Regions from separate parts of the Sus scrofa genome. Here region 1 is linked to region 2. The links are chromatin contacts, called in public Hi-C maps. All regions are on one chromosome and are shown on one strand. The core of a region is the stretch at or near the end of the contact, and the rest is flanking DNA. Distances in the headings are between cores, read along the strand shown. Region 1 holds the start of ZBTB24 (zinc finger and BTB domain-containing protein 24). Region 2 holds the start of PPIL6 (peptidylprolyl isomerase like 6).

Region 1 (3,872 bases), core at 1,096-3,595, 41 kb before region 2:
ACTTCTCCACATCTTCTCCAATTCTTTCTTATCTGTTCCTTCTTTTTTTTGGATTGACTAAGGACTTTTTTTTTCTTTTTACAGACGTACCTGTGGCACATGGAAGTTCCAGGACTAGGGGTTGAATTGGAGCTGCAGCTGCAGGCCTACACCACAGCCATGGAACACCAGATCCAAGCCACATCTGCAACTTACACTGTGGCTTGCAGCAACACTGGACCCTTAACCCCCTGAGCAAGGCCAGGGATCAAACCTGCATCCTCATGGACACTACGTTGGGTTCTTGACCCTCTGAGCCACAGTGAGAACTCTGACTAAGGCCTGTTTTTTCTCCTCTAAAGGTTTTGAAGTTATGAATTCTATTGATATCCATGGAGTGGTTATCAGTATTCTTAACATGCATACTTAGTCTAAAGGTAATCAATATCTCTGTCCTTAAAACATTTAATACCCATCACCAGCTCCCATCTTAAGTGCTATTTGTATTCAATACTTTGGATCCAGTCTATTTGTTTACTATCCAAATTAGACATTTTACTTTCATAACCAATGTTTGTTTAGACTTTTCATTTTTTTCTCTCACCACTCCTTGTAACATCGCAGACTTTCCTCCTAGGGGTATTGTCCGTCCTAGAGTAGGATTTTCTGGTGGTAAATGATTTCACTTTTTGTTTGTCCAAAATCATTTTGATTTTTCCCTTGTTAAAGATAATTTTTCAATATACAAATATAAACAGATAATCCAAATAGGCCTGTATTGATAAGTTGAATCAAGAAATAATAACCTTCCAAAATAGAAAGCAGCAGGCTTAGATGGCTTCACTGGTGATTTCCACCAGACATTTAAAGAAGAGTATGCAAGACTGGGTCAACATTCAAATATCAATTAATATAATCCACTATATTAACAGGTTAAAGAAGAAAAATCCAACACCCACTCATGATAAAAATTCTCAGTGGAAATTCCTGTCGTCGCTCAGTGGAAATGAATCCAGCTAGTTTCCATCAAGATGCAGGTTTGATCCCTGGCCTTGCTCAGTGGGTTAAAGACCCAGTGTTGCAGTGAACTGTGGTATAGGTCGAAGACAAAGCTTGGAGCTGGCGTTGCTGTGGCGAACGCCAGCGGCTATAGCTCTGATTTGACCCCTGGCTTGGGAGCCTCCATGTGCCGCCCTAAACAAACAAAAAAACAAACAAACAAAAAAAACCTCCACAATATATCAGCACCCAAATGAAATGAACATTAAGGTATAAATCTAATATGTAAAATATATGAGGAAAACTGTAAAACTCTAATTAATGAAATCTAAGAACTAAATAAATGGAGAGACATTCAATGTTGTGAGTAGGAAGACTCGATATTGTCAAGATGATAGTTCTTTCCAATTTGATCTATATATTCAAAGCAATCCCAATCCCAATCCCAGTAAATTGTTTTGTGGATATCTACACAGTAGTAAAAATTTTAAAGAACCGGGGGTAATTTCAAAATTTTGGAGACTAGAGAGAGGACATGCTGGGCATCTGGAAGGGTGTGTTGAGGGGCATAACTTATAAACAATTAGATATTAATGAACCATAAATTGTGAGAAAATGCTGAAATAGTTGGAGAAAAAAGTAGAAGGGGACTAGATTTGGGTGGGGCTCATGGACCATATCCAGAAGCTTGGCCTCCATTAGGAGGGAACAAGGGAGCCAAAATGGGTTCTAAGCAGGGGAGTGATTCCAGTCTCTGGGTGTGACATGCCATGTATTGGAGGAAACAACCCTGCAACTAAGGCTTGTTAGAAAAGCTTAACAGTGTATTGAAGAAAGACGCTGAAAGTATGAAGAATAATCATAGTAGACATGAATTAAAACATTAAGCCCATGGCATACTTAATCTTGTCTGCCCCACCGCCACCCAGTGTTGGCACTGGTGTCAAGCTCTCCATTTTACAAGTAAGGCGAATATGGTAGAGAAGATAAGTCACTTGATCAAGACCCCTCAGTACCCAGATCTGTCTACAGCCTCTCTTCACTCCCTTGAACTAAGGCATTGGACTATGACGACGGTGAATGTACAGGCGCTTTCATTCATTCGTCACTTATTGGAGACCGAAAGCCAGCTTCAGCGTCCAGGAAAGGGAAGAGACAAAACTCATTAAGGTGTCAGTGAGCAGCTAACCGGATGTAAAACTTCCGTAGCTGCAGAGTGACAACAGCATTACCGCCCACCGTCCTCTACCCACTGTGAACACCAGACGCCCTCCCTGCGCCGCCTCCGGGGACCTCAGGCCCCGCCCCGCCCAGGGGCGCCCCTGCGGGCCACGTGGTGCGGCGTCCGCGCAGGCGGCTCCCGGCGCCGGCGCTTCCGGGTTGGCGGCGGCTGCGGCGCAGAGGTAGGAGCCGGGCGGCGCGGGGACGCCGGCGGCTGGCCAGGCGGAGCTGGGGGCCTGGGCCGGCCTGGCGCGAGTGCGCCTGCCAGGCCGCTGGGTGGGCCAGTCGCGATCCAGACCCCGCCGGACGTCCAGAGAGGTAGGTCCGCTACTGGCCCACCGTTGGTGGGCGCGGCATCCGCGTCCGTGTCGACCCTGCCCAGCTGGCCGCTCCTCGGTCCGGCCCGAGGGGCCCGGGTAGGAGATGCGGGAGTACCCGCGTCCCAGCGTCCCCTCGTCCCGCCCCCAGGTCGGCGGACCCAGGGCCCCGGGGAATTGCCCGCGCGCAGTCTGATAGCCCAACGTGGGCAATCCACGCCTCCCTTCCAAAGCGAAGCCGGATGTGCCTTACGTTATTACTACTCAATTGCTGCTACCCCCAAATTGACTTTGTACACATACATTTTCTTCGCCCTTTCCATTTTTGTTTCACAGACTAGCTAATAATATGTAAAGTCGAGACACTAGTTTTCATTCTGATATTTGTGCAACTATGGAAAGTTAGTGCAGGGTAGGACTTCAGAGACGATTGATCCGATTCCTTCATTTTACAGAAAAGAAAACAGACCCTGAGAGGTCCCGGGAACGTCGGAAGTTCACCCAGCTGGATAAGGGTTCAATAGGAACCCAAAGCTAAGTTTTTAAATAGACTTTTAAAAGTGATAAGTGGTAAAATTCAATTAACAAAGTGAAGTGACTCTAGGTTCCTTTGGGCTGGGATTAACCTGGTTAGACAATGTGTCCTGCCTTTTAAGCATTATTTTCTGAAGTTCTCTTGGGGTGTCTGCAGCAGCTTGGGTTGTTGCTGTGGCGTGGGTTCAATACCTGTCTTGGAAACTTCCACTGGCAAGGTGGAACAAAAAAACCTTTGTTTTCTTATTTCAGGCCAAATCCTTCTTGAGAGCCTAAAGAAAATGGCAGAAATATCATCAGAGCCTTCAGGGCAGCTTATTGTACACTCAGACACTCACAGTGACACTGTCCTGGCCAGTTTTGAGGACCAGAGGAAGAAAGGCTTTCTCTGTGACATTACTTTAATTGTGGAGAATGTGCATTTCCGGGCCCACAAAGCCTTACTGGCTGCCAGTAGTGAGTACTTCTCAATGATGTTTGCTGAAGAAGGAGAGATCGGCCAGTCCATTTATATGCTAGAAGGCATGGTTGCCGACACTTTTGGTATCCTGCTGGAATTTATCTACACAGGTTGTCTCCAGGCCAGTGAGAAAAGTACAGAACAAATCCTGGCTACTGCCCAGTTCTTAAAAGTCTATGACCTGGTAAAGGCTTACGCAGACTTTCAAAATAACCATAGCTCCCCAAAGCCAGCAACATTGAACACAGCTGGTGCTCCAGTGGTTGTCATTTCTAATAAGAAAAATGAGCCTCCAAAGCGGAAAAGGGGAAGACCAAGAAAAGTCAACAGTTTACAGGAGGGGAAGTCAGAACTGGCTGCAG
Region 2 (4,428 bases), core at 1,897-4,396:
CCTGCCCCCAGCACCAGTCCTACATTGGGGGTCCAGAGCAGTATGGCAATTTCCTTGATCCCTCCTCCAGCAGCCAGGGCACACAGCAACACCAGGAGAATCAGCCCCAGACCAATCACATAGCCAGCGATGGTGGCCCACCAGCGAGCCTGAGCCAGGCCCTGGTCCACCTCTGTCCAGGCCTCTCTCAGCACATTAATCAGTGGTGACCTCTCTGCTGGTCCTATAACAAGGCAGGGCAGGGGAATAGGAGAGAGAGGGTCAGAGAGGAGGAGCTGCCCTGTGGTGGGGAAGGGCCGAGGGAAAGGATGGGGATGACTCACCATGGGTAGGGCTGGGGTTGTGCTGGGGGGGGCTGTGTCTCACACACAGAGTAGCCATCAGGGCCTCATGATCAGAGAGGGGGGTGCCACTGTGAGGATCACTGCCTGTAGTAGTTTTCAAAGTCTTACAGGAGATGTATAGCCCAGATACCGCCTAGGAAAGGGGCCAGAGAGAACCTACTATTTGAGGATGTCTTCTCAGAGAAACAGCTTCTGGTTACACCATTCTCCAGTCATCAGGGATGTAAAACTAGACTAGTTAGGCAAAGGATTATCACAGGCTGGTGAGAGACAATGAGACACAGTGGATGAAGGGAGGTTGCAGGGGGAGCCTGACCTTATAAAGCACATAGTCGATGCGGATGCCCACGGGGAATTGCTCCAGCTCCCGCTGGTTGACGTAGCAGTTCTCAGGCACCATCGTACAACCTTCTTCAGAGCCCTAGATGAGTGCTGGTTTGAATGAGGATGTGGGGGAAGGGGGAGGGTGGGGGTAGGGAAATAATCAGGCAGGTCCTCACCTTGAAGTCCCGGGTCTCAAGAAAGGCATCATGCAGCCCCGTCCATTCCTTCAGCAGGCGGCAGCCCAGGTCTTTTGGGTGCAAGTTGAGGTCCCCACATAATAGAACCACATCAGCTTTCTTGGATGTGTGGCTGCAGAAACCAAGATGGTGAGGCAGGAATGCTTCTCTCACTAGCTCTGCCCTAAAAGTGGGGCCTTAGCCATCCCTCAGTCCCTGGGCCCCATCCCACTTCCCCTGTCAAGCCCAGGCTCACACACTGGATGAACTGGGCCAGTTCCCAAGCTTGGGCCACACGATGTGCTAAGTAGATGTCCTTCTGTCGACTGTACTCGGCATGGAGCTGAGCAAGATAGATGAGATTATAGCAGATGAGACTGAGGGTCCCAAGAGCAGCTGTACATCAAGTTTGTGCCTGTCACCTGGCATGGTGTTTGGTAAAATATACGTGAACCTTGCCTCCTGGCCTAAGGAGATCCAGCCCCCGCATCTCATCCCATGGCAGCCCAGCTAGAGGAGTCCCATCTCTCCCTCCCAGGACCATGTTGCCTGTCCCACCCTAAGCACTGCCGGTTTCACTCACATGGGTCACGTAGGCATTGAGCACCAATCCACTTAGATGGAGCACCAGCAGCCCCACAGCTTTCCCACAGAACCAGTCACCATGGTGGACCTGCAGGCAGAAGAGGGCAGGAACTCAGGGCACAGCTACCCCTTTCTGCCCCTCTCCTGCAGCCAGCCCTAGGCTACCTCGGTTACCATGTGTTAGTGGTGGATGGTGAAAGAGGTCAGAGAGCAGACTCACCATGTAAGGATAGCCATTGAGGGTGAAGACGTGCTGGGTGAATTCCTGGATTGGGTGTTTGGAGAAGACACAGAGACCACTGCCAATGATGCCACTGAAAACCAAGCCCTGATCAGTAACCAGAAAAGCAAACAAAGAAATCTCCCCCTAGGCGTCTTTCCCTTCTTATCAGCTACCTTCTCCTCTCTGCCCCTGGCACCACCCCAGAAGGAAACTCAAAGCATCAGCTGTTCTGGGGCTGATAGGACGCCCTGATAATAAGTCTTGAGAAGAGCTGAAGAACTAGCTCTTCCTCCTTCTGCCTCTTCCTGCTCCCACACTCAGAGAAGAGGAGCCTGGGCGGGGTTGGGGTGGGGATAGGCTGCAGGCAGCGTAGGGAAGGGCAGGCAGGGCCAAGAGCCTCCAGGTCTGAGGCCAGGCGGCTCCTCACCTCCTGAAGTAGTGTGCAGCTGGGTAGGTGGGCAACAGCTTCTGCCTCAGGTACTGGAAATCCTGCTCACTCCACACCTGAGGAATGGGGTCAAGATGCTGGCCCGGCCCTTCCCCGGGGAGAAAGACCCGCTAGCACCCCCAGCCGCCCCCTCGGGCCAAGGTTCCACAATAGTTCCGCCCGGCCCCACCTCCTCCAGCAGAACAAGGTCGAAGCTCTCCATGTTCAGAAAGTCTCCCAGGCGCTTGACGCGGTCGGCCCGGTGCTTGCTCAGGAAGGGAATGCCCCTGAGAACCAGAAGGGCAGGGAGGTGACGGCGGGGGTGGTCGGCGCTCCGGGAAACATCGGAGCTGGGGCGAGGTGCGCGCTGTCTCCATACCCGGAGGCTGCAGCGCAGGGGAGAGCCGAGCCCCGGATGTGAGGGAGGTCCCAGGCCCGGGGCGGCGGGCGCACTCACCAGCAGTTGAGGTTAAAGATCTTCAGTCGCAGGGAAAAGGTGGGCTTCATGGCGAGGGCACTGGGGGGCGCGGGACGGCTCCGCAAAGGCAGCGCGGTGCGGCCCGAGGCGGGCGAGCTGGCCGGGCTCTTCGAGGGGTAAAGGGCACAGGTGGTCGCCCCGCCCTCGCGCTCCTGGGAAGGCCGCGGCCGCGAGGCCCGCGCGGCCTGGGACGGCCTCCCGCGTTACCCGGGCAACCGGCCGACTGGCCCCAATCTAGCTGCGCGCCAACCCGGAAAGGCGATCTGCGGCGAAATCGGGCGCAGATGAGAGTCCGCTGCCGCGCGAGAGGAGGTCCCGCGGAGGACCCTAGGCGGGGGTCGGGGCGGGGTCCTGGAGGAGGCCCGGGCAGGCGGCAGACCGGGCTGAGTCTTGTGGGACGTAGGCTCCCGGTTCCTCTTCGCTCGCCGCTGGGGGCGGGAGCCCAGGCGTCCTCTCTAGCCTCGCAGGCGGCTCACCAGCAACAGGAGCAAAGTTGAGGAAACGCCGGGCCCTAACGCCTCGCCCCGCCCTCTTCCTCCCGGCGGGCGGCGGGGGCGGGGTCGCGTGGTTGCCCTGGCGACACGCAGTGTTTGTGCTCCAAGGAGTCCTCGCGCGCTGCCATGGCTAGCCAGCGGCTTTCGGTCCCCTGCAGCTCGCAGTTGCCGCCCGAGCAGCCGCTGCAGGTGAAGGTGGTGGGGCTCTTCAAAAGCTCTAGCTTTCAAGTTGCGAAGAGCACCGCTGAGGTAACCGCGAAGAAACCGCAAGTGTGGGCGGCCGGTCCGGCTTCTGTGTCTAGCGCCTTCTCGTGGCGGGGCTTCAGGATCGGGGAGGGGAGGTTCTGGCTGATGTGGACAGGAGCGTGCAAAGGCAGGTGCGGGTACTGGCGGGAGTTCCACCTCGAGAAGGGCTACCTTTAAAGGGAGATCGGAGCGAAGGAAGCGTTCAGGACCTTGCTGGGAATAAAGGTGATTCCTTCCTCTAAATTACCACACATTTTATTCCACGGTAAAAAAAAATTTTTTCTTTTATGGTTGCAGCTTCAGGAGCTTGCTGCAGTCGGGTTCTTAACCCACTGTGCTGCGGGAGGAACTCCTCCACATTAATTTTTAATTGAAATTATAGATTTTAAAACTTTGTGAAAGAAAATGGTACCCCGTAAGCGGCTGATTTTTTCAAATCCCACCCCAAGTAATTTTTGAAAACTATTCATTTGGGAAGGGATGAGTTTTTTCCCCCTGTAAATTTTCTATAACAGTCAGGGCCATTCCATTGAAGGTGCTTAAGGGATTTCTTTTTTTTGGTCTTTTTTTTTTTGGCATTTCTTGGGCCGCTCCCGCGGCATATGGAGGTTCCCAGGCTAGGGGTCTAATCGGAGCTGTACCCACCAGCCTATGCCAGAGGCACAGCAACGCAGGATCCGAGCCGCGTCTGCAACCTACATCACAGCTCACAGCAACGCCGGATCGTTAACCCACTGAGCAAGGGCAGGGATCGAACCCGCAACCTCATGGTTCCTAGTCGGATTCGTTAACCACTGCGCCACGACGGGAACTCCAGGGATTTCTTAACAAACAACCCACAAATGCTTTGGAGAATCCAGACATTTCTTTGTAAACATGTGGAATGATGTCAAAGGAAAAACACTTTAATTGGAAGAATTTGGCTAGGTCAATAATGCTGCACCACACCTGTAACCGAATGCAGCAGAAATGCAGAAATGTATGAATTACTGAAATGTCAAATTCAGCACGTCTTTGGGGTTTGCTCCAGAAATGCCGCTGTAAGATTATGCCAAGCTTCTATTCTTCAAAGCCTCATTAGACTCCAGAACAATGCCTTCTTCATGTTTGTTATCTCCCAAAGTACCCAGC

Evidence for each region. Hi-C and Micro-C count contacts between places; a contact is called where the count stands out from the background.
Region 1: a contact with region 2 is called in a Hi-C map of liver, with 3 times the contacts expected there. The contact joins the promoter of ZBTB24 here to the promoter of PPIL6 in region 2. A contact is called at or near these places in 1 of 5 promoter capture datasets (liver), 11 of 47 Hi-C or Micro-C datasets (alveolar macrophages, fetal heart ventricle, fetal liver and 6 more) and 2 of 2 datasets of contacts at active chromatin or transcription factors (alveolar macrophages and skeletal muscle).

Annotation. Positions count from the first base shown.
Region 1 is chr1:75,547,268-75,551,139 of Sscrofa11.1, reverse strand. ZBTB24 (zinc finger and BTB domain-containing protein 24) reads left to right here and starts at 2,345. Exons shown (of 6, transcript XR_002343809.1): 1 at 2,345-2,517; 2 at 3,303-3,872.
Region 2 is chr1:75,506,962-75,511,389 of Sscrofa11.1, reverse strand. PPIL6 (peptidylprolyl isomerase like 6) reads left to right here and starts at 3,146. Exons shown (of 8, transcript NM_001243664.1): 1 at 3,146-3,300. The coding sequence starts at 3,178. It overlaps SMPD2 (sphingomyelin phosphodiesterase 2), which reads right to left and starts at 3,087. Exons shown (of 10, transcript XM_001925290.5): 1 at 2,537-3,087; 2 at 2,270-2,366; 3 at 2,080-2,156; 4 at 1,650-1,743; 5 at 1,428-1,517; 6 at 1,105-1,187; 7 at 845-977; 8 at 661-765; 9 at 324-477; 10 at 1-223. The coding sequence starts at 2,586.